Regions from separate parts of the Sus scrofa genome. Here region 1 is linked to region 2. The links are chromatin contacts, called in public HiChIP or PLAC-seq maps. All regions are on one chromosome and are shown on one strand. The core of a region is the stretch at or near the end of the contact, and the rest is flanking DNA. Distances in the headings are between cores, read along the strand shown. Region 1 holds the start of LOC110262100 (rap guanine nucleotide exchange factor 6-like). Region 2 holds the start of ETFDH (electron transfer flavoprotein-ubiquinone oxidoreductase, mitochondrial).

The links. HiChIP or PLAC-seq counts read pairs in DNA pulled down with a chosen protein or histone mark.
Region 1: an H3K27ac HiChIP or PLAC-seq map of skeletal muscle shows a contact between it and region 2. The contact joins the promoter of LOC110262100 here to the promoter of ETFDH in region 2. A contact is called at or near these places in 1 of 47 Hi-C or Micro-C datasets (liver) and 1 of 2 datasets of contacts at active chromatin or transcription factors (skeletal muscle).

What each region holds. Positions count from the first base shown.
Region 1 is chr8:48,017,750-48,023,079 of Sscrofa11.1, forward strand. It overlaps LOC110262100 (rap guanine nucleotide exchange factor 6-like), which reads left to right and starts at 3,822. Exons shown (of 7, transcript XM_021101306.1): 1 at 3,822-3,975. The coding sequence starts at 3,907.
Region 2 is chr8:47,605,435-47,610,668 of Sscrofa11.1, forward strand. ETFDH (electron transfer flavoprotein-ubiquinone oxidoreductase, mitochondrial) reads left to right here and starts at 3,065. Exons shown (of 13, transcript XM_003129003.4): 1 at 3,065-3,539. The coding sequence starts at 3,506. C8H4orf46 (renal cancer differentiation gene 1 protein) reads right to left here and starts at 3,115. Exons shown (of 2, transcript XM_005666666.3): 1 at 2,714-3,115; 2 at 1-1,481. The coding sequence starts at 2,896. The coding sequence ends at 1,326.

The sequences.
Region 1 (5,330 bases), core at 2,572-5,071, 410 kb after region 2:
TTTTCTTTTTATAAATTTTATTGGAGTATAGGTGACTTGAGATCACTAATCTGAGAAATCTACTAAAAATTATTTTTATCTGCTTTTTAAAGAACAGAAAACAGGCACAGAGAGGCTATGTTTCTCTTCTAGACTGCCCTCCTATATCACAAATGAGATAATATATGTAATAGCCTTATACACATACAAGATAACACCACAGTTATTCATTCATTTATATCATGTTGGGGGATGCAGCATTGAACAAAAAGAACAAAAACTATTGACTTCAGGAGCTTACATGATAGTGGAGGGAAACAAAAAAATAAATAAATCAAATCAGTACAATATGTAGTATGTTAGATGGTGGTAAGAAAAGCAAGAAAGAGAAACAGGCATGTGGAGATACAGGGAAAGTGACATTTGAATAAAGATGTGATGAGGGAAGGAAACAACATTCTAGGCTTTGTTTTGTTTTATGGTGGGCTGGGGAGATAGCAGAGGAACAGCAAAAGGAAAAGCCATGATATTGGGGCTTGCTATGTTCCAGAAGCAGCATAGAAGCTAATGTGGTTGGGAACTGAGTAGGGGGTGGAGTAGTAGATGAGGTTGGAGAGATGAGTGGAGGGGGAGAGCCAAGTGTATAGGTCATTTTTGCCATGAAAGGGACCTCTCAGTTTTACCTTACATGAGATGGGGAGCTCATGGACCTTTTTTTTTTTTCCCCCCCTTTTAAAGCAGAGGAGTGACATAAGCTGGAGAGAAAAGACTCAACTCTGGATGCTGGAGACAAGGGCAGAAAGTAGGAGGCCAGCTAGGTGATTACTGCAGAGTGCAGGAAGAAGGGGATGCTGGCTTGGACCAAGGCCATGGTAGTTGAGGTGGTGGGTAGAAGTTAGGTTCCAGATATGGTACTTTGAAGGTTGAGCTGACACATTTACTGAAAATTGTGGGGCATAAGAGATAGGAAAGAGTCAAGAAAGATGCCCAAGGAGTTCCTGTCATGGCTTAGCAATAATAAACTGGACTAGTATCCATGAGGACACTGGTCTGATCCTTGGCCTCACTCAGTGGGTTAAGGATCCGGTGTTGCTGTGAGCTGTGGTGTAGGCTGGAAGCTGCAGCTGCAATTCTACCCCTAGCCTGGGAACTTCCATAGCTGAAGATATGGCCTTAAAAAAAAAAAAAAAAAAAAAAAAAAGCCAAGGTTTTTCATCTGGGCAATGGGTGACATGGTGTATATGACATTAGCTGGAATGGGGAAGTCTGTGGGTGGGGCACCTCTGGGGCAGAAGATCTGGAGTCTGGTTTGCACATGTTAATTCTGAGATGTCTGCTAGACACCAGATGGAGATGTCAGGTATATTTTCTCACTTCATTGGATTTGATTTTTTCATTGCCTCTCTTCCAGAGCTGTAGTAACACTTTTTAAAGGTGGGGAGGTCTATGTCAAAGAATTTGATGCTGAGAGTTCCCTGGTGGCTCAGTAGATTAAGGATCCATCTTTGTCACTGCTGTGGCTCTGGTTGCTGCTGTGCCTCAGGTTAGATCCCTGGCCCCAAAACTTCCACGTGCTGTGGGTGAAAGCCTGCAAGCCTGCTCCTTCCCCCACCCCTCCCGAGTTGATGCTGGGCTTCAGCTAAGGGAAAGGAAGGAAATATGGGGGAGCATGCAGGGCAAAGGTCTAGAGATACAATTTGTAACTCAGATTCAGTTTCAGAAGGTTGGGCAGAAACAATCTCTTCTCCAGGAAGGTACACAATCTGTTTAATGTCACTCAGGTGACTTAAGGACCCTATCCCAAGTACTTAAACTAGATGTTGCAAAAGCATGTTTGAAAATTTGAAAAAACTTCAGCGTGATGGTCATGAAAGTAACAATCTTCCTGTAAGTATGGCCTCCATACTGACAGCAAAGCATGAACTTATTGGGGGTTAGGGAAGAGGAGGCAGTTAAAAATAAAACCCTAGGATCAGAACTCCAGAGCCCGTGCAGCAGCTTGGCTGACCTTACACACCTTGACCTGGCTCAGCGAGGAGGAGGACGGGGGCGGGGTGGGGGGGAAGCAGCAGGCGCCGTAATATCTTTAAAGGGCTCTGTCCTAGAGCTCTCTGCACCAAGAGAGTCAGGCTTGGATCCGGTGTCTGGAGGTTTACCTTGCCTAATGAGAAGCCACATCTGCCAGTGTCTCTGATTATGCCACAGAACTTGCGGTCGGGGTCTCGCGCAAAAGACTGATCACCTTCAGATCTGGAGTGTGTCTGTCTGGGAGGTGTTTGGTCTAGTGTTGGAACTGGCATGTTTCCAGCTCCTTAGTTTCGTGGTCATTTAAGCGTCTGAAGGTGCCTGATGGGCACGGAAGACAGGAAGGGAACTCTTTCCCTGCATTAAGTTACAAATAAGCAAAATAAATCCTCTGAAGATTTACCGCTTTTGAAACAACTCGGGAGCCAAGCCTTAGGTTCAAAACGGATGCCCAGGGAGGCCCAAGCAGCGGGCCGGACTCCTGCTCCGGGTTAACTTTCAGCCCCAGCGGCCGAGGCCTGGCGCCAGGAGTCGTCTGCAGAGGCGACCAGACGCGGCAGGGTCCCTCGGGATCCGGGCTGGGGTGTGGGTAGGGGGCGCGGCGTGAGCGGGGGAAGGGGTGGGGAGCGGGGAGAAAGGAGCCTGTGCCTTCCGCCTGGGCGCGCCGCCTCCTGCAGGCCAGGAGATGCGGGGCCCTGTCAGCCCGGCCTCAAGGGGGACGACCCTTCGCCGCCCCGGGACGCTGAGCACCTGGACGCGGCCGAAAATGCCGCTCGGGAGTGAGGGCGCGGCCGCCTGGCCAGAGTCAGGGTGCGGAGGGCGGGACCCGGCGCCGCGGGCGCCCCGCCCCCGCCGACGCGGCGCACTCAGACTGGCCGCCGGTCCGTCACTCACGCTTCACCATGGTTGCAGCACAAAGCGACCGGCCCCGGAGGCCGCTTCCTCCCTGAGGAGCGGCTGGGCTGCCGTGAAGGCGCAGGAGGAGGAAGAGGTGGGGAAGAGGAGGGGAGTCGCCGCTTCCCAAACACTCTCCGGGGGGCTCTGCGCGACGCCCGCCGCTGGGAGTCCGGACCCGGCTGCCCGTGGCCCCTTCCCTCCTGCGCCCGTGCAGACCGGGAACAAAGTTGCCGAGAGAAAGCGGCCGAGGGCGCAGCCCGGCGGTGCTCTCTGGCCGCTCCGCGCGCGCCGATGGGGGGAGGCGGCGACGGCGGAGCGCACGGCGGCGGCGGCGGCTGAGGCGGCGGCAGCGGCAGCGGCGGCAGGGCGGCCCGAAGGGATGCAGCAGCAGCAGCAGCAACAGCAGCAGTCGGGGGGCACGGCCGAGCGCAGTAGACAGAGCCCCGGCGCGGCGGGGACGGCGGCCGAGGCCATCCCGCTTCGCAGAGCCCGGACCTGAGACGGCCCTCGGACGGCGGCCGCGGCGCCCCGGTGCCCGAGTGCTTCCAGCAGACCCGAGGCAGCGGCGCGAGCCCCCGAGAGAAGCCAGGGGGAAGGAGGCCTGGGCGCCCGTAGCCTCCCCTTTCACCGCCGCTCTAACTCCCTAAAAATAACTCAGGCCCGGCGGGGCCGGGAGGAGCCGCCAGAGTCCCCGAGAGGAGCCGGGGAGGCGTGTCGAGCCAGGGCCCGGAGGGAGCCTTGCCGGCCGCGCGGCACAGAGGAAGCAGAAGGTTCCCGGCCGCCCGGCGCCGCAGGGACCCTCGGGCCTCGTGCGCCCCCCGCCCCGCCGCGCGCCCCGGGCTCGGCCGCCCCGCCGCCGCCGCCGCCGCGGTTTGGCTGGTTGGCCAGAGGCGGGCGGGCGGAGCGCGCAGGGCGGAGGCGGCGGCGGCGGCAGCGGCGGCGGCGCTGGGCCGGGAGGAGGCGGCCGAGGGCGCGGAGCGGCCCTGCTCCCGGCCGCGGGGGGAGATGGCGTCCTACGTGGATAACAGCTTCCGCCAGGCGGTGATGAAAAACCCCGCGGAGAGGACCCCTCAGGTGAGCCCTGCGCCGGCTGCATCCTCCCTGCCCCCACCGCCGCGTCGCGGCTAGGTTGGCGCACCCGCGCCCAGGATCAGGACCCCAACTTGCAGCGGCATCCGGTCTTCATCTTACCCTGGCTATTCTGGCTGTATTTGCCCCCATTCTCGAGTCTTTCCTCTTCTCGCCGCCCTCCCCGTAACTGACCTGTCCCAGCGTTTGTCCCGCAGGGCAGGGCGGTCTCTCCCGAGTGTGCCCTCTTCACAGCCGCGCTCGGGCCTGTGAGTCTCTTGGAGTTGGGGTGGGAGTCCCCTCCCCTCGGCCGGCCACTTCTGCCACCTTGGCCGCAGGCTCCCTTCCTCCCGGGAATGTGGTCCTTTCTACCTTAAGAGTTGTTGGGTGTTTACATAGGTAGTGAGGAAACTTGTAGGGCTCTGCAAAAGACAGATCCGTGGTGGCCTTCTCAGGTAAAACGTTGAAATGTTTGTGTGTTTACTATTTTGCTTTTTTTGCCAAAGGGATGCTACTTTAAAAGGAGGGGGGGGGGAGTTGAATAGCTGGGTTTGTGCTTTTAGTTTCAATTGCAGACAGAGCTGCAGAGCAGGCATATTCAAATACCACCCCCCCCCCCGCCCCCGGGAAGGGCGCCCTGCGGATTCTTTCGGTGTTGCACAACCTTGTCAAAATTAGATAAGTTTGTTAACCTTTATACATTCGTGTACCTTCAGGCTTATTTTTCTGTGGCTTGAAATGGAAGAATTGATGATGGTGTTGGATTTTGTCGTCTCAAGTTGGACTAGAGAGGAGGACATTTTTTTAAAAATGTGGTTGTTTGATTTTTCTGCTTTTAGTTGTTGACTGGATAATGACGCATGTTCCTAAGCTTTGGGATGGTGACTACAGGGGATCCTGCTGCCAACCGTCTTAAGACAAATAAGCCCTCCTGATCCTTGGTCCATCAGACACTGAGCATCTAAGGCACGAAAGAGTTGCTTCTCTTGTTAGGTGTTGGATGCCATCTGTTCAAATCCAAATGCTCTTCTTCTCTTCCATTGATTGTGCTTATTTAGTGTGGGGAGAAGAGAATAACGTAGAATCTTCCGCTGGCTGCCTTTGGACAAGGCCCAGGAATGACACCTGGTACCGTTTTTTGATGTTTCATTTTTTTTTTTTTTCTGATGGAGCGGTCTCATCTGGGGATTGTAGATAGATTGCACATATTTACCCAACGTGTGGAAGCTGGGTGATCATTTTACAAGAAAATTCATTTCACAGTGTCCCCAGAAAGTTCATATTTTAAAGGGTTATTTTATTCTAAACAAAGAATGTCCTGCTTTGATCTTGTGACACTGCCTGTCCTGTGCCTTCCTCAT
Region 2 (5,234 bases), core at 1,815-4,314:
TGGTGTGGCTGTGGAACAGGCTGACAGCTGAACCTCCGATTTGAACCCTAGCCTAGGAACCTCCATATGCCTTGGGTGTGGCCCTAAAAAGCAAAATAAAATAAAATAAAAATAAAAATAAATTTGACGCATTTAAAAAAGTAACTTGTTTAGTTTTAATTAACTATTACATTTAGAATTTAGGATTATGGAGTTCCCGTCGTGGTGCAGTGGTTAACGAATCCGACTAAGAACCATGAGGTTGAAGGTTCGATCCCTGCCCTTGCTCAGTGGGTTAATGATCCGGCGTTGCCGTGAGCTGTGGTGTAGGTCGCAGACGCGGCTCGGATCTGGTGTTGCTGTGGCTGTGGTGTAGGCCGGTGGCTACAGCTCCGATTCGACCCCTAGTTTGGGAACCTCCATATGCCGCGGGAGCGGCCCAAGAAATGGCAAGACAAAAAAAAAAAAAAAGAAAGAATTTAGGATTATTACTTGTAAAGCTCCAAAAGTAATAATACACAGCCATAATTCTGATAAGGCACTTTTAAAAGAGCAACCAAACATATAACAACATTGTATACAAGAAATTTCTGTAAAATCAGTTAACCTTAGAAATAAATAGGGGAAAAAATGTGCATTCTTTCAAGTCAAGTTTCATTTTCTTTTTTGAAAATCCATCAGAGAAGGGCAAAAAAATTTGTATTTTAAAAAGATGTTACTAGTTAAAGTTCAAATCCCTGTTAAAAAAGAGAGCAATAATGTTAATGTTTTTCTCCAAGTTAATGAGGTTCTGACTCAAATATTTCTTCAAGAAAAATTTATAATCTTCATGCTAAAAACAGGGAGAAAACGCTGCTTTTAACTGTATTGTCACTGAACATTTAGTGATTATTGTATAACAATGTTCTAGGTGCTGAAAATACAGAATTAAATAAGACACAATAACTGGTTCTACGGAAATTAGCCAAATAGAGCTGAGTCAAACAGTGATAAACCTTAAAGTCATCTCCTTTGTTCCAAAAAAATGAGGCTCAACTTCAAACTCTGCCATGCTTGGTATCTTCTTGCAAATCAAACAAATGGTCTATCTAGTTTGTGACTGGTAACACTGTGGCATTATATTATCTACTGATTGAATTAACTTTCATAAAAGATTGTGTGAAAGTTTAGCAGACATTAAGTATTTAAAGATAAATACTAGTCAGCATCAAAAATAACATTCTATTTTCACAAAATGAAGAAAACCAAGCAAAATTTCATTTTCATTTCACAGAACTGCTGGATTATCCTATCCATATGGTACATCTGCAAATATCGTGAGAACACATGGACTATTACATGGCAAGTCAGTTGTCAGCCTTCAAGGAATCATAGCCTTCTCTCAAGAGGTCCCGCCATGTTTTAAGGAAACGTGCATTTTCTGTACATTTGAAGGCAAGCTCTTCCACTTGAGCTGATACTGCAGATGTGGCTTCGAGAAGTTTGGTTAAGGAAAATGCTGCCTGAAATTTAAAAAAAAAAAAAAAGTCAAACAATATAAGTTGTTTTTTTTTTAATTTTCACCTCATTTTACAAACCAGTCTGAAAATAACAGAACCTCAAATCTGATGCCTCAAATTTAAAGTTATCTTCTTTAAAAGTTAAAAAAAAAATCTTAGAACTAAAATACTGGCTCTTTCAGGGAACCAAAGAAATTCGTTAATATGAAGTAAGCTTTGAGGAAGTAAGATGTGCTAGAAAGATATCCATTATGCATGAGAAATGACCAGTCGATACTTTTTTATTTACAAATCACTAGTCTGATTTAGCTCAACAGGAGACTTGGATCCCTTGACACAAAGTATCAGAAGGAGCTGAAAGACTCCATAAATAACGCTTAATACATGGGTAACAAGGGCATGGCTCCACTATTTTTACCCATGAACGCTGTAGACTATGAAAATGTATAGTCCAAAGAAGAGATGCTCTCAGCTTACAAATAACATCAACAAAATCAAAACAGGTGCAGTAGACAATCATCCCTTGGTGGAAAACTCCTTGATCAAATGCTTTCTTCGCCCACTACATGAAATAGCACTGTTCCTGGATAACACATCAGCACTCCATCCTACAGGGTCACTTGGAAGGAGCGGTGGGCGGAGGCGGGGGAACGAGAGACAGAGACAGAGAGACAGAGACAGAGAGTGTGTGTGTGCTCATGCGCTCCAGTAGCTGGGCGCCTGGAAATTGGAGATTCAACAGAAACCATCCAGACTAGGCATGCCAAGTGCTCAGAGGGAGAGGTCTTTGAACCGTTAGTGAAAGGAATCTGCACCATGGGGTGGTGACTAACCCGTCCTAATTGGATCTAGCGCACAGGACGGTGGGACAGATAATATCTGTCAGCTGACTCTGGGCAGGTGGCCAACTAGGACAGCAGTCCTTAAGTCCCCGGGTAAGAAATCACAGCCTGACCCTCAGCACCCAAGGACAGCAAAGGCGAAGGTGGGGGCGAATGAGATCTGTGTGGTTTCGGGTTACAGCGCGTGTTGGAAACCAGATGGCCAGGCACAAAGAAAACCGGGCGGGGCGGGGCGGGTGGAGGGACACCCCAATTCCCAACGCCTCAACTGGTACACCACATGGGGGAAGGGGCCTTGGGCGGCGTCGGACCCCCACCCTTCCTCACCAGCCCCCCTAGCTGGGCGCGGACCCCGTCCCTCCGGCCCCTCCCGGCCCCGCAGGCCACACCCACGTCTCCGATCTGCAGCTCCACCTCCTCCAGGGGGTCCACTGTCCGGCCGCTGCTCCTGCTTGGAACCGGCCATCCCAAACTCCCCGGGACGCCTGGGGAAGATGCTGAAGATGAGTTTGAAGAGGGAGAGGAGGGAGGCGGCGGGGGAGGCGAAGAAACCAGCAGCTCCTCAGGGTCCTCCATGGAGCCGGGCTGGGCGGCGGGACCGGACTTTGACAGCCGAACCGACACCAACTGTCTTTCAACCGCTCGCGCCCAAAGTCCAGCGACCCCGCCTCCTCTAGTCTCTCGGCGGTGGACCGCGAAGCCCAGTCATTTTCTCCGGACAGCCAATCAGAAACCAGTTAATTCGCCTTGGGCGGCTCTTCACTCCTGCGCAAACCCCCAGTCGGGCAACCTGGACTGTTGAGCCGAAGACTACAACTCCTAGAGTTCCGCGCACCGCCCCGCCTCCGCTTCTTGGCGCCAAGCGCGTTGCACCCTGGGATTTGTAGTCTTCGCTGGTGTCCTCTGCTTGCCCCGGGTGGAAGGGTTCCCTACCCTCTCCGTCTTGGTCTGTGACCCAGAAGTCCTACGGGCAGTCATATCGCGCGTGGCGCAGGCGCACAGCAAGAAAGAGGCGGCAGTACGGTGAAGCCAGAGTGGCCGGCTGAGTAGGGAGGCTGACTCCGCCTGAGACTTCAGTTGTCCCGGCGGGGATGGCGCCCCCCGCGGCCTAGTGGTCCCGTGCCCGGGCGAGCCCCAGCCGGGCCTCCTCCCTCGCTGTACGCCGGGGTCCCGGCTGCCGAGAGCATGATGGTGCCGCTGGCCAAGCTGGCCAGCCCAGGTGAGGAGGGGTCTGCGGGCGCGGGGAGCAAAGTCGAGGGTCTACGAGGGGCGCGCGGGACCACCGCTGGGGGGTGGAACTAGTTCAGAGCAAAGGGCGCAGGGTCGCCGCTGGGTTCCTCCCCTGGGCTTGTCTCAATTGGAAGAGTTGACAACTAGGACATAGGTCATGAATGCAGTGAACTTGTCAACACGGCTCCTGAGCGGAATCTCTCCAAGTCCTGGTGCAGACTCTTATCCCAAGCTCAGGTAATGTCTGTTGCCTTGTTGCAAATGAGTAAATTAACATTTGCACAGATTTTTTTTCCTTGGTCCTCACCTTACTTGTGTATTTGCAGTCATCCTACCCCATTTTAAGAATTCGAAGTCTAGGAGTTCCCTTCGTGGCTCAGTGGTTAACGAATCCGACTAGGAACCATGAGGTTGTGGGTTCGATCCCTGGTCTTGCTCAGTGGGTTAAGGATCCGGCGTTGCCGTGAGCTGTGGTGTAGGTCACAGACGCGGCTGGGATCTGGCGTTGCTGTGGCTCTGGCGTAGGCCGGCGGCTTCAGCTCTGATTAGACCCCTAACCTGGGAACCTCCATATGCCGGGGTGCAGCCCTAAAATAGACAAAAAAGAAAAAAAAAAAAGAATTCGAAGTCTAATGTGGCACATCATCATTAACATGTGTATGCTGCCTGAGTCATCAGACTATCTGGAGCCAGGAATTTTTCTACGTTGTCTAAAATTAACTCTAGGGGCTTATGGTGTTCTGTTTGCCCCTAGAACCATCCTGATGACTTGGTAAAATACCTCATTACCTCCTCTTTTTTTTTAAAAAAAAAAAAAAAAGTAGGATGCAGTTGGGTGGTTTGGGGGATTTTTTTGGAGGGGGTGGTTTATTTAAAAACAAAAGGTTTAAAGTTCAAAAAGTGTACTACAGGATCTTGAATTCTCTCACAACTGGTTTTTAATTTTTATTTAAATTAATTTTGGAGAGTTCCCATGGTGGCTCAGATGTAATGAATCTGACTAGTATTCATGAAGACACAGGTTTGATCCCTGTCCTAGATCAGTGGGTTAAGGATCAAGTGTTGGCATGAGCTGTGGTGTAGGTCACAGACGCGGCTCAGATCTGGTGTTGCTGTGGCTGTGGTGTAGGCCAGCAGCTACAGCTCTGATTTGACCTCTAGCCTGGAAACTTCCATATGCTGCAGATGTGGCCCTAAAAAAACTAAAAAAAGGAGTTCCCATCGTGGCGCAGTGGTTAATGAACCTGACTAGGAACCATGAGGTTTCAGGTTCGATCCCTGGTCTTGCTCAGTGGGTTAAAGGATCTGGCGTTGCCGTGAGCTGCAGTGTAGGTTGGAGACGCAGCTTGGATCCTGTGCTGCTGTAGCTCTGGCGTAGGCTGGTGGCCACAGCTCTGATTTGACCCCTAGCCTGGGAACCTCCACATGCTGTGGGAGCAAAAAAAAAAAAGCTAAAAAAAATTAAAATTAATTAATTTTTAGTTATGGAATAAATAAGTGTACATATTGGAAATTTAAGGATATTAATATTGTGTAAATTTCATGAAAGTAGAATTTTGTCAAATTTGGCCACCATATATTAAATAATTAGGATTTTGTTTAAAGTTTCTATTACTCATGCATGTATTACTACACCTACTATGTAGATACTGTTGACTGAAAAAAAAAGCACGACCTAAAATTT